2 separate regions of the Rattus norvegicus genome follow, and region 1 is linked to region 2. A link is a contact called in public Hi-C data. All regions are on one chromosome and are shown on one strand. Each heading gives the region's core, a stretch centred on a gene start, on an enhancer-like site or on the middle of the called end of the contact. The rest is flanking DNA. Distances are from core to core; before and after follow the strand shown.

What was found. Hi-C and Micro-C count contacts between places; a contact is called where the count stands out from the background.
Region 1: a contact with region 2 is called in a Hi-C map of the A7r5 cell line, with 13 times the contacts expected there. The contact joins two enhancer-like sites. A contact is called at or near these places in 7 of 12 Hi-C or Micro-C datasets (the A7r5 cell line, Schwann cells, frontal cortex and 4 more).

Annotation. Positions count from the first base shown.
Region 1 is chr9:106,085,502-106,092,935 of GRCr8, forward strand. The region is part of intron 9 of Pdzph1 (PDZ and pleckstrin homology domains 1); the gene reads right to left. Among named protein-coding and RNA genes, the nearest start is that of Pdzph1, 87 kb to the right of the region's middle. Within about 2 kb of position 5,565, at least 5 of the 93 cell types and tissues checked have an H3K27ac peak or open chromatin away from gene starts, as enhancers often do. A contact at or near this core is called in the A7r5 cell line, where this site is marked.
Region 2 is chr9:105,735,166-105,741,944 of GRCr8, forward strand. It overlaps a transcript of Ppip5k2 not described here and a transcript of Gin1 not described here. Among named protein-coding and RNA genes, the nearest start is that of Gin1, 24 kb to the right of the region's middle. Within about 2 kb of position 4,101, at least 2 of the 93 cell types and tissues checked have an H3K27ac peak or open chromatin away from gene starts, as enhancers often do. A contact at or near this core is called in the A7r5 cell line, where this site is marked.

The sequences.
Region 1 (7,434 bases), core at 4,315-6,814, 350 kb after region 2:
AGTATTCTGCTGCATAACAAAAAAGAGTCTGCAACTTTAAGATGAATCACCCACTTATTACTTTCCTTATTTATTTAAAACTTAATAATAACCAATCCTCCACCTCCACTGAGGAGTGTGTGCATATGTGCACGTGTGTTCATCTGTGTGTGTTTGATAAGTACCTGTCAGCTGTGTGTTAGAGTGAAGAAATGTGAGGGGAAAAAAGGAGATTTGATTTGCCCTTTCAAAGTGAAGTTTATATATATATATATATATATATATATATATATATATTAACACAGATGAGAAAAAAGTTCATTTTGAAAGAAATTCATGTTGGGAAGAAAAGAGTTTGATGTCGAAGTTGGCTTAAATAATGGGACTCATCTATGAAACAATCATAGATACGATTGCGACATGTGACTACATCAGCTCTTTGCCACTCTGTCCTCTACAGATAATCCGTCTACCTCCTCCTCAGTATACATCCCTACACATCTTCAAAGGCAAAAGTCATTACAATGCTAAATCCTACCTTGTATGACCTGACACAACCTTCCATCCCTGGCTCTAGGCTTTATGATTAAATTTCTCCAGTGATTTTCTTTGCTATTGTTAGCAAGGGCATGCTACAGATTTTCAGAACAATGCCAGAGCCATCACTGTTCCCTTCTAATAACACAAGAAAATATTGACTAACTTTTAGCTCTTTGTTTATTAGTCAGCTTATTTTTCTATTAAAAGAAAATAAAAGAGCAGTGAGCTCTCCAAGTTCCAGAGTAGGAACAATCTTTCTATCACCAATGCCATTTTATATAGCTACAGGAAGTGAGATAAATGCATGGCAGTTTTACGGACACACATTCTTTTGACATTATCATAATTTTCACCATAAAGTTAAAAAGTAAAGACTTACTGTGCTTTTATTTTCAATTTCTTTGGCCCAAGTGGTGACTTTGATAAGTTACATAGCAAAGGATATCAGTATGTGTGTCAATATTCTCAGTGCACAGGTCACTCAGTAGGACTGCCAAGAGTCAATTTGAGAGGAAAATGGGCATAGCGTGCCTACCCCAGCATATTATCTTTACATTTTCCTGTTAACAGTTTCCTTCATGCCCGCCTCTCTATACCACCGGATCCTCGATGACCTGATGAGCCTTGCGAAGCCTTAATTTCCTCTTGCTCCTATCTACGAGGAAGTGAATCAAAGGAGACTTGGCATTCACCCCTGAGAGATATTAGCTTCTGATATGGTGCAATAACAAATGAACTTTGATCCAGGAAGAACACAGAGTATTCTTTATTAAGGAAACAACTGTGCAGAAGATTAGAATGACGTAGAAGTTAAGATTGGTTTTAGCTATGAGGGCAGTGACATTCTAAAGGCGTTTCAAAGACATGCTCATACAATAGAAACACTCAAAGACAAGAAGTAATAGAATCAGCGGCAAGAGATACTTCAGTGGGTGATGGGCAAAGGCAAGGCTGCCTTCAGAAACTGGGAGCAGTGTCACAATGTTCTCCCACAACTGTGAACCCAGATGTTGGAAATCTGGGAACCTTGAGACCAGCCATGACTCCAACCATAACCTAGATCCTTGAAGGAACTATAGTCCCGATCTTTGCCCAGCCTGGGGATTTTAGACACACATTCTTAAATGTGTGAATCAAACGACGTACAATTGCAAAGCAAGCCAACTCCACTGACACACCATTATCCGCAGTACCCAGACATTAGAGGGAACGTGGAGATGATGGTATTTATTTCATTAACATTGTATTATTTGAACTGATTCCTTGTAGTAGTGAACGAACGATGTCAGAGGGTATCCAGTGCTGGGGATGATTTATGACTGGAAAGAGGTGCCGGAAAAAAACAAAACAAAACAAAACAAACAAACAAAAAAAAACCAGTTATCTGAACAGACACCAATTTAGCCTAAGCTTTGACACCAGTCTCCTTCCTGGGCTCTTAGTGCCACCATTGAAATTCAGCCACTTCGCTTTTGGATCATTTCTTCAATTATCTTATCTCTCCGACCTAATTAAAAGGTCCCTAGCTTACCCTACATCTAAGTGTCCAGAATCACCCCCGTAAGGCTAAAGGATTGCTTCATTTTATCCTTCTGGAATCAGAGCCAGGGCTCAAGTACAGTGGAGCTTTGAAGTCCGAATTAAGCTTTCTCAGACATGGCTCTGGTCTGTTCTCAGTCATAACGTAACCAACTGAACCCACTGACACCTTGTTGGACCAGCACAGACCTGCCCGCCTTCTCCTCACCCTGTTCTACTTAGAGTTCCCTTACCTCTTATTCCAATACCCTTGCAAATCCTACCATGTTGGAGGTCTAAGATCAATCTTCACCTACTGTAAGAGGACAGCCTTTTTACTAACCCTTACTTCTAAGGTAATGATCAGCTGCATCCTTCACAAGTAAAAGATTATCAATAAAAACGTTTAAAAAAAATAACGAACTGAAGGAGATTGAACACGGTGCTTCGGCCATCACCTAAGATCATGTTTCAGCAGACTAAAATTGTATATTCACATGTTTGTTTGTTTGTTTATAGATGTTTTTTACAGTGAGGTTTTTTTTTTTTTTAAGGTTACTTCTACATAGTTTTTAACTTGGGGTTCTCTTTTCAAAAACATCGCCTTCCTGTGACCTACGTGAGATTCTGGATTGAAGTTCTCACACCAACCAACTCCGGCTTCCCTGCTCCCCTAGCACCCGTTGTAGAACAACACCGCTTTAGAGCTGCTGATAGTATCAGATGTGACGGGCTCACTGTCCCCCGTGAGTTATTCAGAAGCAATTTCAACTCAGCAGAAATGAATTTCCCTTCCACGAAAAAGGCAAGTTTTGGCCATTTTTACTTTCTGCGATATCGAAGACCAAATAGACGGATACAGAATATTTATCAAGAAATCTCTCCTCTGAAGGCCAAAGTGACCTAAATTCATAACTCGTTGCGGGATTCAAATGCAACCTGATATCTGGATGAAAGAACTGGAGGAGAATTAATATTAAACTGACCTTGAGCTCCCTCTATTTCAAATTTGAAAAGAAAAAAGCTTCAAATTGCAGATGTCCCCTGTGTGATTTCAGAGCATATTTTTTTCCTATCGCTTGACCAGGCACTCCACCTCAAAGGTTTTTATTTTAAGATGTCTCACCCTTTGTAACTCACTCAGTACTGCAATTCTTCACAACCTTAGGCATTCATCCGACCAGCACACAAAATGGCAGAGTGCGCACAGAGATTTCAGAGCCTCAGCCTGGCTTGCCCTGTCGCTGTGTTTGGCCAAAACAAACTGGAGATGTCAGGCCGTGACATTGTGCAATATTTAGGACGGGGATGACTCAGTTGAAATGGAAACATTATCTTCGTCCTGAGGCGAAAGGGCAGATCTGCAAGTGGATACTCTTCATGTAAACAATGAGGATAAAGCTATCCCACAGGGAAAATAAAAAGGACAGTTACACCTCATGGGTAATTTATCTCAGGAGTCTGCCCTTGAGTGTTTTCCCTATGACTGCCCTGTGATAATAAAGGCATTTAGTTGACTGACTCTCCTTCTGTTGAAGTAGCAACTATGTAGTGCTTTAATAGTCTTTGAAAATGGTTTTCAGGCATCTGGATCAAGATTTCCAAAGGCACTGTCATCAGTTACAACTTACTAGAAAGTTCAGTACAAGAAAGAAGTCAGGAGTGGGTGGGGGAGCACCGTCTTAGAGGCAAAGGAAGGGGGGATTGGATGGGGGTTTGTGGAGGGAAGACTAGGAAGGGGGGACAACATTTGACATGTAAATAAATAAAATAGTCAATTAAAAAAATAAAGAAGTCAGATCCTCTCCCTTCCTGTTTTTGAGGATATAAGAAATAAGAAAAAAAATCATTAAGTTTGTCTGGTGACCATATACCAACCAGACAGCAGACAGCCTGACCTTTGCCCTTGATTATTGGAGTTGATAGATAGAAGGGTTAGCGAACACCCTAATACTTAATTAAAAAGGTAGGTCACCAACCCAAATTTACTTTAGCTTATTTTGCTCAGAGTCTGCCTTCTAAGACAAATGTGAACAGAGTCCGATGGTGTTCTTGAAATATCTTCTGCAACACGAGTGGGCAGGGCAGCCTTCCTACCCCCTGGCTCAGTACCACCAGGGCTTCTTCCTCACGGAGCCCCAAGGACAGGATGAGGTGAAGGCTCAAGACTTCAAGAATTAGAAACTGTACATCACTGTTCTCAAAATGCCACCATCCATATGGAAACATAATATTGTGGCCCCAAAGCCTGCCTGATGCCCCAACTTTGCTCAAGTGCAGAAAGAAATCATCTGCCTCTTTGCAGATTAGCAAGTCAACAATCACCAACATTACCAGTTCTTCTTCATAATGAGAAAGTCAAGGCTCTCTTAACACTAGTGTGTGTGTGTGTGTGTGTGTGTGTGTGTGTGTGTGTGTGTGTGTGTGAAAATTTTGTGAACTTATCTCTCTCCCCATTCTTCTGAAGAACTGGTATTACGAGGACGAATAGCTGTGTTTTCTTGGTTTTGTTTGGTTTTGTATTTTGAGAGGCAAAGGACTGGTAAAAATATCAGGATTCCATAGAGCTCCAGCTGTCTTTTCAGATGCCGATGCCTGGGATCTATGACGAGCTTCTGGGTGAGTCTAACTGTAGCTTTCCATTGATGCTTTTGAAAAAGTTGAGAGGAGATGGAACAGGTTGCTTTGAAGGCTCTCTCAGGCATCTGAGTGCCGCAGTTCTACAGTGTGTTCTTCTGGCCAGTTTTTTGTTTTGTTTTGTTACTGTTGTTGCCGCCTTTGTGTTTTGTTTTGTGATGTCCTCCTTCCTTTCAGCATGTCATCAGGGTTGTCTCAAGAGCTTAGTTCTGTCATGGGAGGAAAAGAGGCACAGTATCTGAATTTCAGAAGGAAATTCTTTGTGCCATCTGTAAGAAGCAACTTGATGGACTCTCAATACTTGTTCAAATGGTTCAGTGTTTCACTTCAGGTCCCCAGTTTCTTCCGACTACATCCTTCACTAGGATCTTTGGACACATTGTTATCACAGAGACCAGCTGCTTAGTTAGACACAAGAGGAAACACACTTCCAGCCTCAAGCCCCTCCCTTCAATTCACTGTGCCAGTGTCGAAAGTTACTCTGTGTCATTTTTTTTTTCCCAAAGAGAAGCGTTGACAGTGGTATCTCAGGCATAACGTAAGCTGTCCACAAGTAATTGATGAATAACTGAATGCGTGTAAAACTCCCTAAAGAGTAGCCCTTTTAAAGGTGAACAAAGGCACTGGTCAGTCTGGGAAGACTGGGAAGAATATCATTTGGGAAAAAAATTCTTATAAATTGTGACTTGAACATTGATTTTGTAAAAGGAACGTTGCAAAGAAAAAGCAGAAGGCGGTGGACGAACAAATGTACAGGAGGCCAAGGAGGGGTTTATTCCTATCCTTTGCAAGGAAAAGCCCTCTTAACGCTGTATAAGTAGTTCTAACAGAGCATCTCCGCAGGTACGAGCTCATCCAATCACCTACTGCCTGCCTAACACCCTTTCATACAGGAAGTGGCTGCCTGTGTCACTGCCAACAGGGGCTTCAGAGTGGAAAGTGCCTAAGCCTGTGAGCTTGGGATTCTCAAGCGAGCAATCACCTAACTTAATTAATGGACTTTATGTTGTATCATCTTCAGTACTCATTTTCTTCTTTTGTTGATTAGTTCTCATTTTCCTTCCAGCATTTACAAGACATGTGTTTCTAACGACTGCAAACTGTAACTTTGAAAACTAACTGTGAGTAAGCTGCGCCACCTACCGGGCGTCGTCTAAATTACACAGAAGGGTTTATGGAAGGAAGATAGACTTGGAGACAGATGGATGATCTTTAAGATTCTGGTGGCAGGCTGGTACAAGCACTCTGGAGATCAGCCTGGCAGTTCCTCAGAAAACTGGACATAGCACTACCTGAGAACCCAGCGATACCACTCTTGGGCATATACCCAGAAGATGCTCTAACACGTGCTCCACTATGTTCACAGAAGCCTTATTTATAATAGCCAGAAGTTGAAAAGAACCCAAATGTCCTTCAACAGAGGCACAGATACAGAAAATGTGGTACATTTACAGAATGGAGTACTATCCATCTATTAAAAACAATGACTACATGAAATTCTTAGGCAAATGGATGGAACTAGAAAATATCCTGAGTGAAGTAACCCAGTCACAAAAGAACACACATGGTGTGCACCCACTGATAAGTGGATATTATCCAAAAAGCTTGGAATACCGGAAATACAATTCACAAACCACATGAAGCTCAAGAAGAAGAAAGACCAAAGCGTGGATGCTTCAGTCCTTCTTAGAAAGGGGAACAAAATCACTCACAGGAGGAAATTCGAAGACATCGTGTGGAGCAGAGACTGAAGGAAAGGTCATCCAGAGACTGCCCCACCTGGGGATCCATCCCATATGCAGTCGCCAAACACACACAATATTGTGGATGCCAAGATGTACTTGCTGACAGGAGCCAGATATAGCTGTCTCCTGAGGGGCTGTGCCAGAGCCTGGTCAATACAGAGGTGGATGCTTGCAGCCAGCCATTGGACTGAGAACAGGGTCCCCAATGGAGGAGTTAGAGAAAGGACTGAAGGAGCTGAAGGAGTTTGCAACCCCATAGGAAGAACAATATCAACCAACCAGATACCCCAGAGCTCCCAGGGACTAAACCACCAACCAGTGAATATGTGTGGAGGGACCCATGATTCCAGCCACATATTCGACAGAGGATGGCATTGCCCAGCATCAATAGGAGGAAAAGCCCTTGGTCCTGTGAAAGCTCGTTTCCCCAGTGTAGGGGAGTGCCAGGGCATTGAGGTGGGAGTGGGAGCCTCCTTATAGAAGGAGGGGGAGAGGGCAGGGGTATGGAAGAGGGGGAAAGGGGATAGCATTTGAAAATGTAAATACATAAAATTTCCAATAAAAAATGGAAAGAAGAAAACCAAAACCCAAAACAAAAACAAAAAACAAAACAAACAAACAAAAAAGATTAAAGAGCTTGTCTTTGTGCCCTCTGATGAGTGTGAAGTCTATATTGTGGGATATTAGGACGGCAATGTCTGCTTGCTTCTTGATCCCACTCGCTTGGAACAGTTCTGTCCATTCTCTTAGATGGCGTGAATCTTTAAAGCCAAGATAACTTTCTTGTAGACAACAAGTAGACATCACATGTTTGGACATGGGACTCAGAGTCTAAGCTGGAGCCATCTATCCTGCTTCAGTGGTACCAGGAAATACTATATAAGCTGCCAGTGGAGGGAGAGCGGGTTTCTGGACGGGGAAATGGAGAAAGGGGATAACAATTAAAATGTAAATATCCCCTCCCCCCAAAAAGAGAGATTTTGGAACCCCGTGAAGGCTTGATGCCTCAGCATAG
Region 2 (6,779 bases), core at 2,851-5,350:
TGGTCACACATAGAGGTTTGATCCCATACGTTTCTTCAGGCATACGGAATGCAGGAGTTACAGAATCACAGATGATTCCACCGAGGGTTCACATAAAACATGGCTGGCCAGAAAATGCGTGAGAGTTTGAGGCTTTTGCAAGCAGCCTCTGAAAAGAGCTTGTGCAAAGCTGTGAGAATGAAGCCACAGGTACAAGGGAGAACTTAGGAAGTAGATGCTGGGAGCATGGGCCATTCTGAGAAAAGACAAAAGGAACAAAGAGAACAAAGAGAGCCAGCAAGCAGAGAGTGAACGAGTGGGGCTGGACAGATGGCTGGGTGGTTAAGAGCACTGACTGCTCTCCCAGCGGGCCCTAAGTTCAAATCCCAGCAACCACATGGTACCTCACAACCATCTGTAATTGAGATCTGATGCCCTTTTCTGGTGTGTCTGAAGACAGCTACAGTGTACTTATATAAATAAATAAATAAATAAATAAATAAATAAATCCTTAAAAAAAAAAAGTGTGAACATGTGAACTGCAGCCACCCAGGCACAGGCTGCCTGAACTGTTTTGGGAACACATTCTGCTGATCCCATGTCTAACATGACAGATATAGAGTTACAGGATTTACTACTGTCCCTGCTACATTCCGGCCTCGCTTTAATTTCTTTTCAGAATGGGGATCTTCCCTCTGCCTACCCCATCACTGGTGAGCTTTACAAGAGCTGTCAGCTAAGAGGTGCCCTAAATAAAAGAGCAGAGAGTAGACTTTCGAGGACTCTTGGGGCTACTGAGGCTTAGAGATGGGCTAAGTGTTTTGGGGGTCATTGTGGGCAAGAACCTTGAGGAGTAGTGGATGAATGTAATGCTTTGAACTTGGAAAAGCTCATGGGTTAGAAGTTTGGTCCCCAGTAAAGCAATGTCCAGAAATGAGATTTTTAAGTAAACAGTTGGCTCTGGAGGACTGGGTCTCATCAACATGTTGGTAGATTTATGGGCTCATAATGGAACGGACTAGTAGAGGGAACAGAGTCATGGGAGGTGTAACTTAGTGGAATCAGGCCATTGGAGGTTGCCCTTGGGGGCTACAGTTTCTACACGGCCCACCCTTTCTCTTCTGCTTCCTATATTGTTTAACCCTCCCTTCCTTGCTGCCTTTTCTGTGCTGTCTGGTGATATGAGGAACATGTGCATGATGTTTGCTTTCCACAGGCCAATTGTTAGCACCAAGCAACTATGGATTCAAAATGTTTAAACCAGACTCCAAAATAAATCTATTCCCACTATGTTGATCTATTTCTCATATTTCGTTGCAATGAATGACTAACACTAACAGTTAACATTTCTGTGTGTGGTGAGAACATCTAAGATTTCAACAATGCAGAATTATTGACAAATTCTATGTGATACACATTAGATACTCAGAACATCGAAACTTTCTACCCACTGACAGCCCCCTCCTCTTTAAACCAAATTCTGACTTCTGCAACCCCCATTCTGCAAACTGCTCCTATGGTTTTGAAAAATTTGAGAGCTCATATATAGGCCATATCACACAATACAATGCGCTTTTCTTGACTCACTTACTATAAAACTATACTTGGAAGATGATAGAATTTCCTTCCTTTGTAAGTTATTTCTTTCAATACACGTGTCACATGATCCTAACTATTCCTTCATTGTTAGTATTATGGTGTTGTACAAAACATGTGAGTACAAATATTTTTTTCCAAATATGACAAGTTCCCTTAGATATATAACCAGCAGTTATTATTGTATTAGTCAGAGTAATAGGACTTCAGACTGAATCTCTCTCTCCATATGTATATATATATATGATATATAGATATAAAATAAATATATAATAAATATAAAATAAATTCCCTGTGGTGTGTGTGTGTGTGAGAGAGAGAGAGAGAGAGAGAGAGAGAGAGAGAGAGAGAGAGAGAAAGAGAGAGAGAGAGAAAGAGAGAGAGAGAGAGAGGAGAGAGAGAGAGAGAGAGAAGAGAGAGAGAATGAGAGGCAGAGAGAGACAGAGAGAGAGAGAATGAGAGACAGAGACAAAGAGAATAAGAGAGAGAGAGATAGCGAAGAGAGACAGAGAGACAGAGAGACAGAGAGACAGAGAGACTTACAGGCTGTGGTCCAGCTAATCCAACAATAGCTGTCTATGAGTAAAAAAGTTCAAAAATCCAGTAGTTGCTCAGTCCACAAGACTGTCTCAGCTCTTCAGTATATACTGGAATCCCAAAGTAGTAGACACTAATGCCAGTAAAGCATTGAACTTGCTAGCAAGCCAGAGCAAGTAGGCAAAAAGCAAATTTCCTCCTTTCATGTCCATATATAAGCTTCCAGCAGGAAGTGTGGCCCAGAGTAAAGGTAGGTTTTTCTGGCTCAAAAGATATCTAGATTAAAGTTGTGTTTTCCTACCTCAGATTCAGATTTGAAGTTGATCTTCCCAGTTAAAATTAAGCCAATATCCCTCACAGGTGTGTCCTCCATTTTGGGGTTTTAGTTAATTCCAGATGTAGTCAAGTTGACAGCCAAGAATAGCCACCACACTACCTCGCCTTTTAAAAGAATAGCCAAAGTTTATTGATGCTTACTCTTCTGACTGATGATCTTTTTCTCCATGTATCTCCTGTCCATGGAGAAATGTCTATTCATTTTTTTGTCCATTTTTTCAACCAGTTTTAAAGTAATGCCGCTTAGCTGTTGAGTTCCTTTCCTACTTTTTCTACTGACATCTTCTCTGTACATTTTCTCCCATCCCACAGGTTGTGCCTACACTTTTTTGTTTTGCTGGGTAGAAGGATTTTTGTTTAATGCAATTCTACAAGCCTTATTTTACTTTAGTTGATTGTGTTTGAGGCAAAATACAAAAATCATTGTGGAGATCATTATCAGCAGGACTTTTTAGATTTCTTCTAGAAACTTTAGGTCTAGGACTAAACAGTTTAGGTCTACTCTGACTTTAATTTTTATATTATATTAGTTGTGTTATATGTAGGTAGTTTACTGAAGAAAACCTTCAACATTTTGCATGCCTGGAAAGCATTGATGATTACTTAACTGGAAAGGGGAGATGGCTCAGTGGGTAAAACATTTATTATGGGAGCCTGATGGACTGAGTTCAGGATCCATAACGCTTCTAAAGATGACTAGACAGAAACAATTTCACAAAGCTGTTTTCTGACACACACTCTCCCCACCTTTCTCTTTCCACTCCAACTAATGGATAAACACAAAGACAAAACTCTAAAACGTAACTATAAATGCATAGATATTTGTCTTACAGTTTCTCTTGCTCTGATGAAACACCGTGACTATAAGTAACTTGGGGCTTGGCTTACACTTGGCCTACATTTGTACATCATATTTCATCATCAAAGGAACTCAGGACATAAACTCAAACTGGGTAGGAACCTAGAGGCAGAAACTGACACTGAGGTCAGGAAAGATTGTTGCTTACTGGACTGCTTTCTTACAGCACCCAAGACCACCTGAGACGGCACCACCCACAATGATTGCTATCCTGCTGCATCAGTCCTCCGTCGAGAGAATTCACCACATGTCACCATACAGCTAAGGTAGGTCTGCCAGAAGCCAGATGTTAGAAGTCTATGCTAACCCCTCACTGATGCAACCCTACTCCCAGCACTAATGTAATTATCAGTTTTGTCGTTTAAAACATTACTCCTGAGCTTTGGCACCAACAGGGACTGGAGATAGTACCTATGCTTGGCCTGGCCATTATTAAAGGGCTCGTAATACTCCGAATTGGCTTAAGTAGCATGGCTGCTGGTAACTGTCCAGAGTGGATTGTTTCACAATGAACCATTCCGACAAGGAAAGAGTGGGAGGCTCCTTGTGAACTGAACAAAGGTCAGGCGAAAAGGATAAAACCTTGAGAATTCTTTTGGATACAGAATTCCAAGGATATAGAAATGGTAAACAGCTCCTGGGAGAGGAGATTAATTACCAGGAGAAGATTCTCCACCTGTCTGGCTGCTACAGCTCTGGGGATTTTGTGTTTATCATCTGTCACCCGTGTTGGGCTGTTCTTTGGTGACACAGCTGTTGTGAGTCTTCTGCTCCTGTTCACAACCCCAATAAAAATGCACTGACTCACTAGGAAGGGGAATGTTCACCACAGCCTTGCCCACAATCCAGGCTGGTGGGGCATTTTCTCAGTTGACAAGTTGCTCTTTTCTTGCTGATTTAAAAACTCTTTGGTTCCTAAGAATTTGATTATGTCAGGTAAAGGTATTTTTATAGTTAATATAAGCAGGGCTCATGAATCTGGATACTGGTTTTCCACTCTTGATATGGTTACCTTTGCAACATTAATTTCTCAAACACTTCATCCCCTTTCTGGATGAAAAGTCACTATCCAGATGCACGAGCTCCAACCACACCAAACGTGAAGACCTTAGCAGGGACAGTGTGACAGTCACTCCAACCACACCAAACGTGAAGACCTTAGCAGGGACAGTGTGACAGTCACTCCAACCACACCAAACGTGAAGACCTTAGCAGGGACAGTGTGACAGTCACTCCAACCACACCAAACGTGAAGACCTTAGCAGGGACAGTGTGACAGTCACTCCAACCACACCAAACGTGAAGACCTTAGCAGGGACAGTGTGACAGTCACTCCAACCACACCAAACGTGAAGACCTTAGCAGGGACAGTGTGACAGTCACTCCAACCACACCAAACGTGAAGACCTTAGCAGGGACAGTGTGACAGTCACTCCCGAGTTGCTGCCTCTCTGGAGCACAAAGTTCCTTGGGTCTTTCATTTCCACAGGTCGGAAGTTTAACTGGGTGGGGCTTTGTCCTAAAGGTCCACCTCCACGAATTCCAACAAAGATCACTCTTAACCAGCCCAGCCCCCAGCAACTACGAGCTAGTACTGTACATTCCCACCTCAAACACCACATTCAAGAGCCTTTCAGTTAATCTAGACATTCCTCACTTAACTCTTCTTCGAAGATAATTCTAGACTGTGTCTGGAATATAACTAACATTGTCTATCACAGTTTCTTTTTGCTAAACCGCTCATTCCTTTTCCTATGTATTGTTTCAGATTTTTTAAAGTTGCCTATGTTCACCTGTAGATTATTTGAACTTTCCATGCACATTTTCTACAGAGGTTTCTTGAGGGCCAGCAATTGGTGATTATTCTGAAAGCTTGGTTGTATAATGTTTCTGATTATTCATGATTCTCACATTCTTATGCTGGTGTCTACATACCTGAAGAAGTGGCCATCTCTCCTTTTCTTTGTAGAATATTTCGGAAGGGAAAGCTCTTTACTAATCTGACCAGACTCTGTGGGTGATTTATCTGATAATTACCTTACGTGGTTGTTCACAGCAGCTTATTTCACGGGGTCCTCATGATGCTATTATCAATGTGGGGGTGGGGGGTGGTGGTGGGGGTAGGACCAGTGGGTAAAGGTAGTAAGGAGAAGCTTGAAACACCCTTAGAGATGGTAAACTTCAGTGAATTTTTAAATACACACCGCAAAAATTATCACCACTAATTACAAAACAGAATGAAATTCTATACCCATGGCAGAGCATGACATTTAACCATTGTAGCAAAGTGCACAATGTTTTGGTGAGTCCCCTCTGATCCAGTGCTCATTTCAGGATGTTACCCTCCCTTTGCCATTTCAGGAACTAAGCTCCATCCCTCGACATTTCTGAGATGAAACTGCATCAGTTGGTCACTGATGATAAAGAAGGACACACAGGTGGCCAGGAAATAAAGCTTTATTGTTCTAGGCCCCTAAGATCTGGGGATAATTTGCAAGAAGAATAATGTAGCCTGATATGACTCACACACAAAAATCTGATGAGAAATTATTTAGGAACGAAAAACTTTATTTTTAGCTGTTCAGAATCTGTCGCTCAGAAATAAACACGAAAGCTAACTGGTCTCCTGAAATAGAACAAGTAAAATAGGCCAATTTCTAATCAGATGATCTCTACAGGAAACTTAGAAGAAAGTGACGTCATTGTGCTGACAAAGGACACAATCACCATCGACCATGTAGGCACTGCAGTAGGCTCCCTCCTGAGTTCTGCTCTGTTGAGAAGAGCAGGCTAAGGCTACTATACCCACTCCTTTTTGGTTTCTTTCTAGAAGTCTACCTGCAATGTCTTTGGTCTGTGATAGGAGGTCAGAGAGTTCACTCTTTCCCTCGGTCATGTGCCCTTCAGCTGGAGTATGCTCTACTGCTGCAGTGGATCCCTGTATGGATCCCAGTGCTCAATCTGGCTGGTGCCCATTCGCCTTCCGCATCAGCGTGTCCCATACACCACATTCAGAAACACACACACACACACACACACACACACACACACACACACACACACACACACTTTAAAAGTTCCAACGTCAGGCTGGACAGATGGCTCAGTGGTTAAGAGCACTGACTGCTCTTGCAGAGGTCCTGAGTTCAAATCCCAGTAACCACATGGTGGCTCACAACCATCTGTAATGGGGATCTGATGGCATCTTCTGGTGTGTCTGAATTCAGTGACAGTGAACTCACATACATGAAATAAATAAGTAAATAAATAAATAAACCTTTTAAAAAAAGTTCCAATGTCAGAGATAAAGTTTCATTTCATTTATGTTATTGTTGACTCAAATATTATTAACTAAACTATAATTAGTTTAAATTTATTTAAAGGGGTTATACTGCTGAAAAATTAGAAGAGAAAATGCTGTACCAATATAGAAAAAAAGAGATTTCACTACTAGAATTTACTTCCTAGCAAT